Linked DNA regions of Mus musculus: region 2 is linked to region 1. Evidence: chromatin contacts called from public HiChIP or PLAC-seq data. All regions are on one chromosome and are shown on one strand. Each heading gives the region's core, a stretch centred on a gene start, on an enhancer-like site or on the middle of the called end of the contact. The rest is flanking DNA. Distances are from core to core; before and after follow the strand shown. Region 1 overlaps Abca4 (ATP-binding cassette, sub-family A (ABC1), member 4). Region 2 holds the start of Dnttip2 (deoxynucleotidyltransferase, terminal, interacting protein 2).

Evidence for each region. HiChIP or PLAC-seq counts read pairs in DNA pulled down with a chosen protein or histone mark.
Region 2: a contact with region 1 is called in an HNF4G HiChIP or PLAC-seq map of pancreatic cancer cells. The contact joins the promoter of Dnttip2 here to the enhancer-like site in region 1. A contact is called at or near these places in 5 of 39 promoter capture datasets (the 3T3-L1 cell line, liver, macrophages and 1 more), 1 of 15 datasets of contacts at CTCF or cohesin (the NIH/3T3 cell line), 48 of 484 Hi-C or Micro-C datasets (the AML12 cell line, B cells, the BV-2 cell line and 29 more), 10 of 115 datasets of contacts at active chromatin or transcription factors (DN3 thymocytes, the HPC-7 cell line, acute myeloid leukemia and 6 more) and 4 of 9 other capture datasets (adipose tissue, embryonic stem cells, liver and 1 more).

What each region holds. Positions count from the first base shown.
Region 1 is chr3:122,159,280-122,165,511 of GRCm38.p6, reverse strand. Abca4 (ATP-binding cassette, sub-family A (ABC1), member 4) reads right to left here. Exons shown (of 50, transcript NM_007378.1): 41 at 3,091-3,211; 42 at 2,589-2,651; 43 at 1,618-1,724. Among named protein-coding and RNA genes, the nearest start is that of Gm40138, 36 kb to the right of the region's middle. Within about 2 kb of position 2,876, at least 5 of the 459 cell types and tissues checked have an H3K27ac peak or open chromatin away from gene starts, as enhancers often do. A contact at or near this core is called in pancreatic cancer cells, where this site is marked.
Region 2 is chr3:122,271,215-122,277,446 of GRCm38.p6, reverse strand. It overlaps Dnttip2 (deoxynucleotidyltransferase, terminal, interacting protein 2), which reads right to left and starts at 3,033. Exons shown (of 7, transcript NM_153806.1): 1 at 2,969-3,033; 2 at 637-2,249. The coding sequence starts at 3,028.

The DNA.
Region 1 (6,232 bases), core at 1,627-4,126:
GGAGCCATCAGCAATGTCTGTCTCCACTAATAATAAGCCAGAATGGAGCGCTGTGAGGACACTGTGCATGGGTGCTGCTATTCAGGAACAGCCAGTAAAGAGACAGACCATTCTCTTCCCTGCCCTGGGGAGACAAGGGACGGTACCAGGAAACTTGGTACAGTTGAGTGGTTTCAGAGACCCGGCACCCACCTGGAATAGTAGGCAGCTCCCTGCTCCCTACTAGATTCCTGGCCTGGAACACATGCCACACTTCTCACATAGGAAATGTGACCTGTGGTCATGTAGCCAGAAACAGAGTTCTGTAGGATAATGAGGCCCTGAAGGTTTAGCCAATAAGCTTCCCTTCCCAGACATTCCTTCCAGCAAGAAGTATTTAATACCTGGTCCACCCTGAGCTGTTGGTATGTATCCTTTCTCCACAGTGAGCAGAACTGCAGTGAGAAGCAGGGAGAATGCCTTTGATGGCTGAGTCACCTGCAGAAGGCCTCTCTGTGCTCCCAGACAACCATCCTAAAGACTTTTGCTGATGAACTAAGCCAGAGTTTCCACTCCCCTGGCCCCGGGCTTGTCATCATAGCGCTCATCCCATGCCCCCCGCCCCCCAGCTCATTCCCAATTCCACACAACCTAGCGGGAGCCTGGATGTCCAGGAGTTTGTAGCCTCTGGTCCCGGCCTTGTCATGGGTTGTCGACACAACACACAACACTTTGTTCCCTTCTTCTCTGTGTGGCACCCCAGCTGTGACTGGATGCCTAGAAACCTGGGAACCCCAGCTTTGGCCTCCCACATCCTTGGCTGTTTTCCCACACCCTGAGAGATGTCTTGGCACTTTGATAAAGCCCAGCACCCAACAGTGGAGGCACAGGGTAAATGCAGTCTAGCAGAGCTGCCCAGCACCCCAGCGGTAGGGTGGAGCACGGACCCACATGCCCTACCGCACAGAGTAGAGATCTGCTTAAGCTCACATTATTATAGAGGCCAATAGCCACTCTCCAGAAGCCAAAAACACAGGCCAACTTTCTCTTTGCCAGCTTTCCTTGGTCTGATGGGAAAAAGGATTGGCATGCAAATGGCTAATGATGATGGGGGTCTCCTGAAGTCCCTTAGATGAGGACCTCCATTGAGAGAAACTCAACCCAGAGAAAGGATGTATCAACCTAGGAGCTCTTAGCCTGGGATCCAGAGGCTGCAGTGGGATCACAGATGCACCCCTGGGCTCAGTACATCCCTCAAAGCTTTGTAAGCTGTCAGGAGGGAGTGAAAGGGAGGGTGTGGAATATCCTTATAGAGGGAGAAGGTACAGTGTCCAGCAGTTGCTCAAAGGAGCCTATAGCCCAAAGAGATGAAGAACCACTGACTTAGTGTTTTCTAGAACTTTCTAGGAATTCATGCTAAGAGCACACTCCCAACCATTACATTTTAGTCTGGCTTTTCCAGTGTATCTATGTCTTGTGTGTTGTTGAATCACATTCTATGGGAGGCCCCCTTCTCTGCATAGATCTTTCTAGGTCTCGGAGTTATACTGGCATATGACACTGGATGGCTTTCCACATGCTAGGACAAGGACATGGCCTATGGGGGACACCGTACAACAGGAAGGGCAGAGCACTCACCTCTTGCCTGCCACAGTAGCATCCCCCGATGTCACTGTGGTGTCCCCAGTGAGCATCTTGAATGTGGTGGTTTTGCCTGCACCATTCACTCCCAGGAGGCCAAAGCACTAGGAGAAAACAGAGAACAGGTGTTGCCCTAGTGACCAAGGACATCTTCATTGCCAGACCCCAGGCCAGTGTGAGAGCTGGGATACTCATACCTGGGTGCCATTACTGAGATTATTGGTCATGTGTGGCTACCAACATGAAACACATCTAATCCTAACCAACATGGGCACTAAACGTGGAACACACTGGCTTTGAAGACTTACAACAAGGACAAAAAAGAAAAATGAAAAATATCTCAGTAATGTTTTTGCACTGGCTGGTTTTGTGTGTCAACTTGACACAGGCTAGAGTTATCACAGAGAAAGGAGCCTCCCTTAAGGAAATGCCTCCATGAGATCCAGCTATAAGGCATTTTCTCAATTAGTGATCAAGGGAGGCAGGGCCCACTGTGGTTGGTGCCATCCCTGGGCTGGTAGTCTTGGGTTCTATAAAAAAGCAAGCTGAGCAAGCCAGGGGAAGCAAGCCAGTAAGTGACATCCCTCCATGGCCTCTGCATCAGCTCCTGCTTCCTGATCTGCTTGAGTTCCAGTCCTGACTTCCTTGGTGATGAACAGCAGTATGGAAGTGTAAGCTGAATAAACCCTTTCCTCCCCAACTTGCTTCTTGGTCATGATGTTTTGTGCAGAAATAGAAACCCTGACTAAGAGAGCTGTACATTAACTACACATCAAAATTTTGTTTTAGATCTATTGTGTGAAATAAAAATAGTAAACTTAACCCCCCCACACACACACACCTTATCTACTAGAAAGTTTGACTTTCATTAGATTTCTACTGTCAAGCTCTGGTCAGAGGGAGAAGACTCATGGTGGAGGGCTGATTTTTCTCAAGAGCTATTTCATGTTAGTTAGTACGGTACCCACCTCTCCAGGTCGAACTCCAACACATAACCGATCTACTGCTGGACTGGAAGAGCCTGAGTAAACCTGTAAAATTCAAAGAGACTGGGTTCAAGACCAAGACAGGGGTAGAGCAGTGAGTGAATAGGGTAGGGCAGGGCAGAGGAGTGAGAGCAAAGGACAGCACAGAGTGACTTGGAAGAAAACCACAAACACCAGGAGGCTACACATTAACACAGCATTGGAAGAGGAGCCACGGCACAGAGAGGTGTGGAGGGTGAATCATGCCATGTGCAAACGGAACAGCAGAGAGCAGAGGCCAGGGCTCAGTTGGAGAACCTCTTCTGGAGACCCTGTGGTATCCACAATGAACAGCAGGGATAATGTCATGGGAAATAGGTGCTCCCAGGAGGCAAGTGACAATACAAAGACAGTATGGGGTTGTATGGGACAGCATGATGGTCCTGTGCCACCTGTGTGCTCGGCTTGTAATGCCAAGAAAATACCGCCCACACCTGCTCCTCACCTTGGTTAGTTCGTTTAGCTTTAAGATGTCGGTTTTATTTCCCCCACTCATAACTCTTTGTCTTTCTTCAGCCACATCGTCATCTTCATCAAAAACGGGCTCTCTAGCAGGCTCAGCGATCCTAGAGGAAGGGGCATGGGCAGGATTGTGCTGGGCGTGCAGTAACCGTCATGCCACCGTCCTTCTCGCCCAACTATCCTTCCCGTTCCCCCACATTTACTCCTCTGGACTTCTTTTCTCTAAGTCTAGTCTAAAAATGGTTCCTGTCAGGAGGGACACTAGGCAGGCAGGTCAAGTGCTTCTGTTGAAATCCTCTCTGTGCTGCCGTCCTGCCTCTTCATGCCTGACCTATGCTTGTCCCTGGATCTCTCTGAGCCTTGTTGTCTTCTTCAACCACATGAACGGGAGAGAAGGCTGTCTCAGGTTGTGTGAAGATGAACTCTGAGTCGTGCCTGAGGAAAGACTTGGGAGCCAGCTTTATATTATTAAAACCGTTGCTCTACGGCAAGTGAAATGTAGGTGAGTTATTAGCTACCAACCTTCCCTCTTTCTCCAGCCTTCCTTACCAATGCGATGACAAGATAGCTTTGGCATCTTATTAACACACGTTCCAAATCTTTCTTGGTCCAAGTCATAGGTTCCAAGTCTAACCTCTTCAAGCATCTCTGTCCTGCAGACAGATCCTCTATGCCTTTGCCATCTGTACTTTTTTTTTAAGTTACACTCACTCCTTTGCCAACCACTGGCACCTGACCCTGGTCCTTACACTATGCAGGCCATTCCCACCTGCTGGCCTCAGCATGTTCTCTTGCTCCTGCCCTGCCAAGAGAATCTTCCCCATCCTTCAAGGCACAGACCCTTCTCTGAAAATCTTTCTGACTACCTACATCTAGAATGTCCAGCCTTTTGGCACTGATACATGACATCATCATCTACAAGTGTGTTATGCTGTATCCTAGCTATCCTTGGATGCAAGAGGCCTACCGTAAGGTAGCCAGGCCCAGCCTAGGGCTCCAGTCTTTCCTTTCTTCCTTACTGACCTTGTCTGACATATTACTAAGTCTTGTCTAAAGCCCTTTCTACTCTATCATCTCCCAATGCCTCCATCTGTATCCAGGTCACTGTTGTCTCTTTGCACATCAGCATGGGCTCCTATCTCACCTCCCAGCATGGCAAGGTCATGTCACTGCCTTGGTTAAAATACCCCCAGGGATCTCATGTTGCTCTTGGGTCCCAAGTCATCAAGATGAGGAGTATTTCGTGACCCAACTCTGTGCCCCTCTGCACTCATCCCATACCACTTCATCTTCCTATTCCATGGCTCCCTAGAAGTCCTTCCATTCCGTATACCAGTCTTACTCGCTGGGGTTGCCATGTTTTTGTGCAGGCCATGCCTGGCACAGCCATGTCTAATGGGAACAGCAAAAGTCATAAAGCCAGCTCAGCTTCCTGACAAAGATCAGCAAAGCTGAGCTGATTAATGTGATCGCTGCCTTGCTGTATTCCACTTTAAACCATGATCTCCACGTGTTGCATGCTGGGGTGGAGGGCGCTAACATTTGTACAACTTGGGATATTGGGTTGATGAAAAACTTTTTTTTCTTGTTTGGTTTTTTCAAGACAAGGTTTCTCTGTGTAGCTCTGGCTGTCCTGGAACTCACTTTGTAGACCAGGCTGGCCTTGAACTCAGAAATCCACCTGCCTCTGCCTCCCAAGTGCTGGGATTAAAGGTGTGCGCCACCACTGCCCGGCTGATGAAAAACTTCTTATGAATCATTTAGACCTCCTCCCAGGAGAACTGCTTCTAAGCTTCCCTGGGAAAACCCTGAGCATATTATCTCTCCTGTCTTTATCAAGATATCCTTATCTGACCTTACTTGAAGGTCTTTATTACACCCTAAAGGTTATGACTCAAATAAAGATGTCAGAGATCCCCTTACAAGGCTCTAACTCCAAGATACTTTTGGAACATCTGCCCCTGTACTTAGGAACAAGATGATCAGGACACAGTAAACGTTAAAAGGTAAATAAGATTTGGTGGGCTAGAAAATTTGGCAGTAGATCAGGTTAAACTCAGGCAATTGTATGCCATTTAAGATTAGGGCCGTGTATGGTATGCCCCTTGAGGAAAAGATACAGCAACAAAGTTAGGTTGGCTGGAATTACCTCTGCCCTAGACAGGGGCTTATACTGATGGACAAAGAATAAGGAGGATAAATGATAAAAAAAAAATTAAGATCTCCCCTGCTTAGAAAAGTTAGCTCATGTTAGGCCATTGTGATATCATATGGCCAAGGAATAAAAGAATAGCAAGATTAGACACCTAAATAAATTCTAAAAAGATATTATGGCAGAAATTGAATAATAACTTCAGTGGCTTTGGCCTGAAGATTTTTATTGCGCCTAATGACAATTAATACTCTGACCATTAAGAGTTAGTAATACAGTGTGCTTGGTACATGATGATCTGCCCAAACTGGCTTGGAGATTTTCTGTCTATTGAAAACAGAAAATTCTTAAATATTGTGTTATGGAGTTGATGAGGGAAAATGATTGTAAACGATAACTCTGTTCTGTCACTGGTTATCAATGATGACTAGATGTATGACCAAGAGGAAGACATTAAACACATGTCCAGGGACAAAAACGATATGGTCTATGTTCTGGAATAAAATGAATCTATCCCTGCCTACTGAGTTCTGTATACATAAAGAAGCACTCTGACTGCTAGTTAGTCAGGCTTCAAGATCCTCCAGCCTTGGCTGACTCACCCCTCCCTAGAGGACTCCTTATCTCCACTGCAGGACCTAGCCATTGCTGGGGCTGGCTCCTAGCAAACATCTTCTACCAAAAGCATCCTTTCTTCCACCCCTCCACTCTCTTTGCTTGTTAATTATCTACATAGGTGTGGTTGTTGGGTTTCTAGAAGTCAGGTCTTTCCATGCTCTTTAGGACTCACTCATATCAGCATCAGTGTCTAAAGCTAATGTCTTCATTTTGGTAATTATTTCTCTCTTCCTCTTCTCTGCTAAACCCTACGGCCAACACGGCAAAGGGCAGAGAGGCATACGGATAGATAGCCTCTCACAGTCTGACCCAGAACTAGAAGCACTGCTGACTGTTTCATTCCATGTGAATGGAT
Region 2 (6,232 bases), core at 1,784-4,283, 110 kb before region 1:
AAGAGAAGAAAGCAGCAGTGACACGGAACACTGTCTTCTGCGTATGACGTGGTAGTTGCACTCAGAACTCATAGGAGCTGTTGATTACCTGCACAAGGCTGGAACAGTGTCAGTACTTTGGGTTTTGTTTTTAAACTGTTGATTCTCTGTGAGTTTCACATCAGGCACAGGGAGACAAGTGGGAAGGAGGTGCAAGTCAAAGTCCTCAGCTCGAATTTTGTAATGGAAATGAGGCCCCACCTCTCCCTGAGGACCAACAGGCAGGCAGTGATGACTGGGAGAGACATTTTCTTCAGTGGTACAGCACTAACTAGTCAGTAAGCTTGTGAGCTTCTAAATAACCCCTGATCCACAGTCCCGTAAGCATTAAACCCACTGGGCCACCCATGTCCCTGGAAGACATGGAAAGCAGAAAGAGGGCTAGGTGGGGAAAGGAGCATCCATCAGTGGGGATGAGCCTGAGGGGCACGCAACCTCTACACAATACACACATGAAAACACTAAATGAGACACTATTACAACACATGCTATAAACATTACTTTGGAGGCTGAGGGAAGGGCACACTTGCCATGCTGCGGCCACAGCTGTGCGCCTCAGCATGGCCTCCCCAGTTTCCTTTCCGAGGCAGTACTTACAGCTTAGACTTGGTGTTACTGAGCAAGTCTTCTTCGTCACTAGACTCATCCTTATTCTCATCACTGTCTGATGAGTCTTCTTCACTATTTTCCTCCTCTTTCTCCTCTTCCTCTTTTTCTTCCTCAATAGCAACTTCACTCGGAGCCTTGTCTTCTAGGTAAAAGTTTTTGTCAGCACTCAATCCAGGAGTTTTGTCAATTACAAACAGTGCACTGTCACAGGCGGCATCTTCCAGGTCCTCAGCTGATGCCTCCTTTTGGCCATTGTTTTCAACAGAACACAAAGTGTCCCTTTCATTCTCACTGCTGTCAGACTGCTGGCTTTCATCGCTGCTAAGAAATAATAAGACAGGACTGTCCGTAGTATCCTGAGTCATGCTGAGTTCAGACTTGCATGGTTTGGTATCACATTCAAGAGGGACACCACTTTGGCTGCTCTTGTCATCACTGATACCTGCACCCGTGGGCTCGTTGTCATCACCACCACCACCACCACCACCGAGCTGTGCCAAGTCACTCTTTTTTCCGCTGCCCCCTCTCTTGTCATTCCACCTTTCTACATTCACAACTGCAAACTTGTGCTCTAATGATTTCATTAGAGCCTTCCGATCTGGACTTGAAAGCTGGAATGTGGGTTTTTTATTTGGGGTGCTTGAATGATTCTGAGACACTGACTGCTGAAGGCTGGTGTCTTGAGCTTCAGAAAGACTCCGCTGGGAATCTTTCTCATTAATTACTTTTTCCTCTGTGATTTTGAGGTCCTCTTCATCCAGACTCTTACAATTCTCCTTTCTAACTTCTGTAAGAGACACAACATTGGCTCGTTTTTCCTCTTGGATATGCAAATTTTGGTGGTTTTGGGCTGTCAGTTTTTTCCCTGAATTTCTGGGGCTGGAATCATCAAAGTCACTGTTGTAAGTTTCACTATCAGAAACATTTGGCATATTTCTCTGAGAAAGTGGTCTTGCTGATAACTGAGTAGCATCTGAGTCCTCTGAACACACAGACATACCCACAATTTGCTTTTTATTTCCTGGTGTAATCTTAGTATCGTTTTTCTCAGCTGGGAACTGTAATTTCTTCTTCACATTCCTGGCTGTTGTTCTCGGCAAGATCTCTAACGATGAAATGCCTGAGCAGGACAACTCAGCATCAGATACAGTTCCCGACTGTGATTCTTGGCTTGAATCTCTTTGAGAATTAGCCTTATTTCTGCTGCTTCTCTCTGTGGAAGGTACAACCATAGAAACCCCTGAAACATGAGACTCTGCTTCAGAAACAACAACTTCATCAGCAGATGCATGCTGAGGGGCTACTTTCTGCCTTTTCCTAACAGTGGACTTTGAGGTGGAAGCAATTACGATCTGCCGTTTCCTAGTTACTCTTACAATGGGCTCTTGGTCCTCTAACACAGAAGTAACCCCAGAAGTGTGGGACTCCGTTTCAGAAGCCTCGTCATCAGAAATAAGCACAATGATCTCCGCTGGGCCTGTGGTTCTGCTGCTGCTGCGTGAGTGCTGTTTCTCAGCAGGCTGCGATTCAGCTGTGCTGCCATCGGATCCCGATTCCTTTGTGCTTTCTAGATGTGTCCCAATTCTCCGAGGAGCAGACCTCTGAAAACCAAAACAAACACAATATAGTGTAGATAGGGCAGGGACAAGGGTAAAGGTGGCATGGCCTAAGGAACAAAACTCAAGAAGGTACAAAACGAAGACAAACTCACGATAAGATATTTCTTTTACTTGCCTCATCCTAGGCTTCAGAAAGCAGAACTAAAAAAACTTTCTCTACTTAAAGAAAGAGGAGGTAAATTTTAAATCATTTATAGAAGCGCAGGGAGGGGGGGGAGTTGAATACTAATTGAGCACGTGTTTAGGAGTGTGTAAGGTAATCCGATACTTGCCTGGATTTCTACAACAGGAAAGGGCTGCTCTATAGCCCTTACCACACAATCTAAAGAGCATAGCACCAGAAGACAACCAGAGGCTCTGAGTGACGCCACCGCCGCCCTTCAGTTGCCGGAGGGGTTAGTGCTCGGCCATGCCAGTCTCTCCACGTGAAAACGGTGCTCCTCCTATCCCCCAAACCAGGCTTGGTCGAGGTGGCGGGCATTAACTTTCCCCGGTACTGTCCTAACAGTAAACTTAAAAGGCCTCGCCTGCGCAGGGCACGCTACCGAAACTCCCGTAAGAGCCCTGAAAGACCCCCAGGTCCGAGCCAGTCCGGCGCAGTACCACGCGCGACCCGCTCGGTTCCTCGTCGCTCTCCTCCGCCCTGCCGAGCCGCTCTGCTCAGCGGCGAGGAGACCCGGAGAACCTGAGACCCAGCTCACCTTCTGCTGGGAGCTTTCTTGGAGCCTGGTCCGGGAGAGCCCGGACCTGGTGACCACCATCTTTCCGACTCCGGATTCCCGGCAGCCAGCGCGGCTTCCTCTGTTCCGACGCTTCGGAAGTGCGTCGAAACAGGAACTCGCTTAGGTTTCCCTGCGGAAACCGCGGCTCGGGAGAATCGTTCCTTCCCCGGCTCCACTGCAGTTCTGGCCAGCGGTCTCCGCCATCGGACTAGTGCGGGTCAGCGGGGGGTGGGGGGGTGGGGTGTGTGTGTTGGGGGGGGGGGGGGGCAAAAGCAGCTCCGCCTCCAGTTCCCAGCTCGTCCGCTGTGCGGTCCTCAGCGAGGAGGACCTCCTCGCCGTTTAACACAAAATGGGAAGTCGCATCATTTACTCTGCTTTCCATCCCCCTCACCCCCCACCCCCGTGCAGTAATTGTGAGATCTTTGGCGTAAGTCTTTACGGAAGCCAAAGGAGACTTTATTTAGTCCTTTTAGAAAACAGTATTTTAATAACTTAATAAATGAGATTCCGATATTTGATTGGGATACAAGGATGTATGTTAAATGCACCCAAGTTTTCGGAGAATAATTAGAAAGCTGTGGGATTTAACTAAAATGTCTCGGGATTTGAAGTACGCCTTTTTTTTTTTTTTTTTTTTTTTTTTTTTTTTTTTTAAATAAAAAAGGTGAAAGACGTTGTGAAGGACGGGGATTAAAGTTTTTTGTTTTTTTACAATGGAAGTAAGAGACTAGCCAGAATCAAAAGAGTTTTAGGATTTTTGTTTTGAGACAAGATCTCTCTACATGGCCCTGGCTGCCCTAGAACTCACTATTTAGACCAGCCTGATCCTGAACTCACAGATATCCATCTGCCTCCCAAGTGTTGGGATCCATGGGCCACAGCACCTGGCTGAGGTGTTTTAGTTTTTGTTTTGTTGGATGAAAGATGGAGAACTAGAATATGTTGAAAGGCTACAAAGGAATCGAGGAGGGGGTAAAGGAATTAGTGTTGGAAGCAAGAAAAAAAAAAGGGGGGGTTCGTTTTCCTTCACTTTTTAACACAAAATTTTTCCTAAAAACCTATCTTTCCATGGATACATTACTTCTACATTAAATTGCTCTCCTTGGAGCCAGGTATACGTAGTAACCAACTTTTGATTGTTAGATGTTGTCTTAAAACACTAGCCTCATGCTTACTTAGTAAAATAGGGTTTTTTTTTGTTTTTGTTTTCCTGGAGAACTGTGGTCTCTGGTTTCCACACAGCCATTGTGTGCCCTGAGGAAACAGCCTATCTTTAGGAGTGAGAGAACAAGAAAGTGAAGAACAAGAAAACGAGTTCCTGCGCATTTGTGGAACTTGAAGACAAGAATCTTCAAGCTCTTGACAGGCTGGGCTTAGTGAAAAACCCTATGACAAGTGCGGGCTGTTACTTTTCAGTTTAGGCTTTAAAGGGTTCTTCTATCTTGTTCTTTCTGGGGGAGGTACTGATCTTCCATGTATTTTTATTATGCATTTTAAAAAAAGATTTATTTATTTATTTATATCAGTACACTGTAGTTGTCTTCAGCCGCACCAGAAGAGGGGGAAGGCATCAGATCTCATTACAGATGGTTGTGAGCCACCATGTGGTTGCTGGGAATTGAACTCAGGACCTCTGGAAGAGCAGTCAGTGCTCTTAACTGCTGAGCCATCTCTCCAGCCCCCTTTATTAGGCATTCTTACTAAATTGTAAGATCTCTACATATTCTGAATATAAGACCTTATCAGATAGGGTCTCTAAATATTTTTACCTATTCTGGGAATTGTCTTTTCATTATCTTCACACTATCTTTTGAAGCACAAATTCAGAAAATTTTGTTCAGTTTTTTATGTTTCAAATATTTGCAAGGTTTTTTTTTTTTTTGTTGTTTTTGTATTTTCTTTAAAAAGCCAAAATAGCAGGGTGGTGGTGCACACCTTTAGTCCCAGGGGTTGAGAGGCAGAGGCAGGTGGATCTCTGGGTTCAAGGACAGCTTGGTCTACATAGTGAGTTCTAGGATAGACAGGGCTACACAGAGAAACTCTGTCTTAATCAATCAACAAGTGAACAAAAGAAGTCACGGAAACAGTTTTAATTTTCATTTGTGTTCATCAGCATATTATTTTGGAATTAATGCTTTTGTGAGGAAGCTTTAAAGTTTTCATTTCCTTGCTTTGTTATGATGCCACTAACACTAAAATAAACAGAAAACGTTAATAAAAAAATTGAGAGAGGACAAATTGCTGCTAGGAAGAAAAATCCAGATGTTCATCTGCAAGAACATGCATTCTCTGGAAGTAGATGGAGCACTCTCTTCAGGTGTGGAGAGCCGGGCAGTGGCAGCACATGCCTTTAATCCCAGTACTTGGGAGGCAGAGGCAGGCGGATTTCTGAGTTCGAGGCCAGCCTGGTCTACAAAGTGAGTTCCAGACCAGCCAGGGCTACACAGAGAAACCCTATCTTGAAAAACAAACAAACAAACAAACAAACAAACAAACATGCTGAGGAAAACTACCTGGGAGTTATATAAATGACCATTTGAGCGTGGGTTCTGTATGTGACTCAGAGGGAAAGTGTCTGCCTTGCAATTGCAGAACCCAGAGTTCAATCTCCAGCACCATTACAAATAAATACTGAATATGAAATACATTTACAGACAAGCAGAACCTACAAAGGTTACTGCATATGTTAGTCAGCTATATTTACTTAGGCTGATAGTTCAAAGGCTGTGTGTAGTCCATGCCTCTTATCTCTGTCTCTTTAGGCGGATGGCAAGGCAAAACATCGTGGTGGAGTATGTGACAGCAGGGTGGTTCACCACATGGAAGATGAGATGCATATGAAAAGGAGCCAGGGCCCCTACTGCTCTTTAAGAATTCCAATGACCTCACTTCCACTAGGTCCTACTTCTTAAAAGTTTCTACCACATCCCTACAACACCATCAGCTGAGGACCAAGTCACCAATACATGACCCTTTGTGGGGCATTGAAGGTCCAAACTATAACACTACTCCCAAGATGTTGGTGAAAAAAATTACTAAGAATATAAAGGGAAAGGTCAATTTATTGAGCACAGTTCAAGAATCAAGATTGAGCAAAAGGGAAAAGAGCTCACAGTAATAATTAGGATATGAACCATCTTAAAATAATGGAATGTGAACATACCAAAACCATACACACGCGCGCACACACACACACATCTGACTTACATGCTAACAAAACACATTTTAATTTTCTGGTAATGG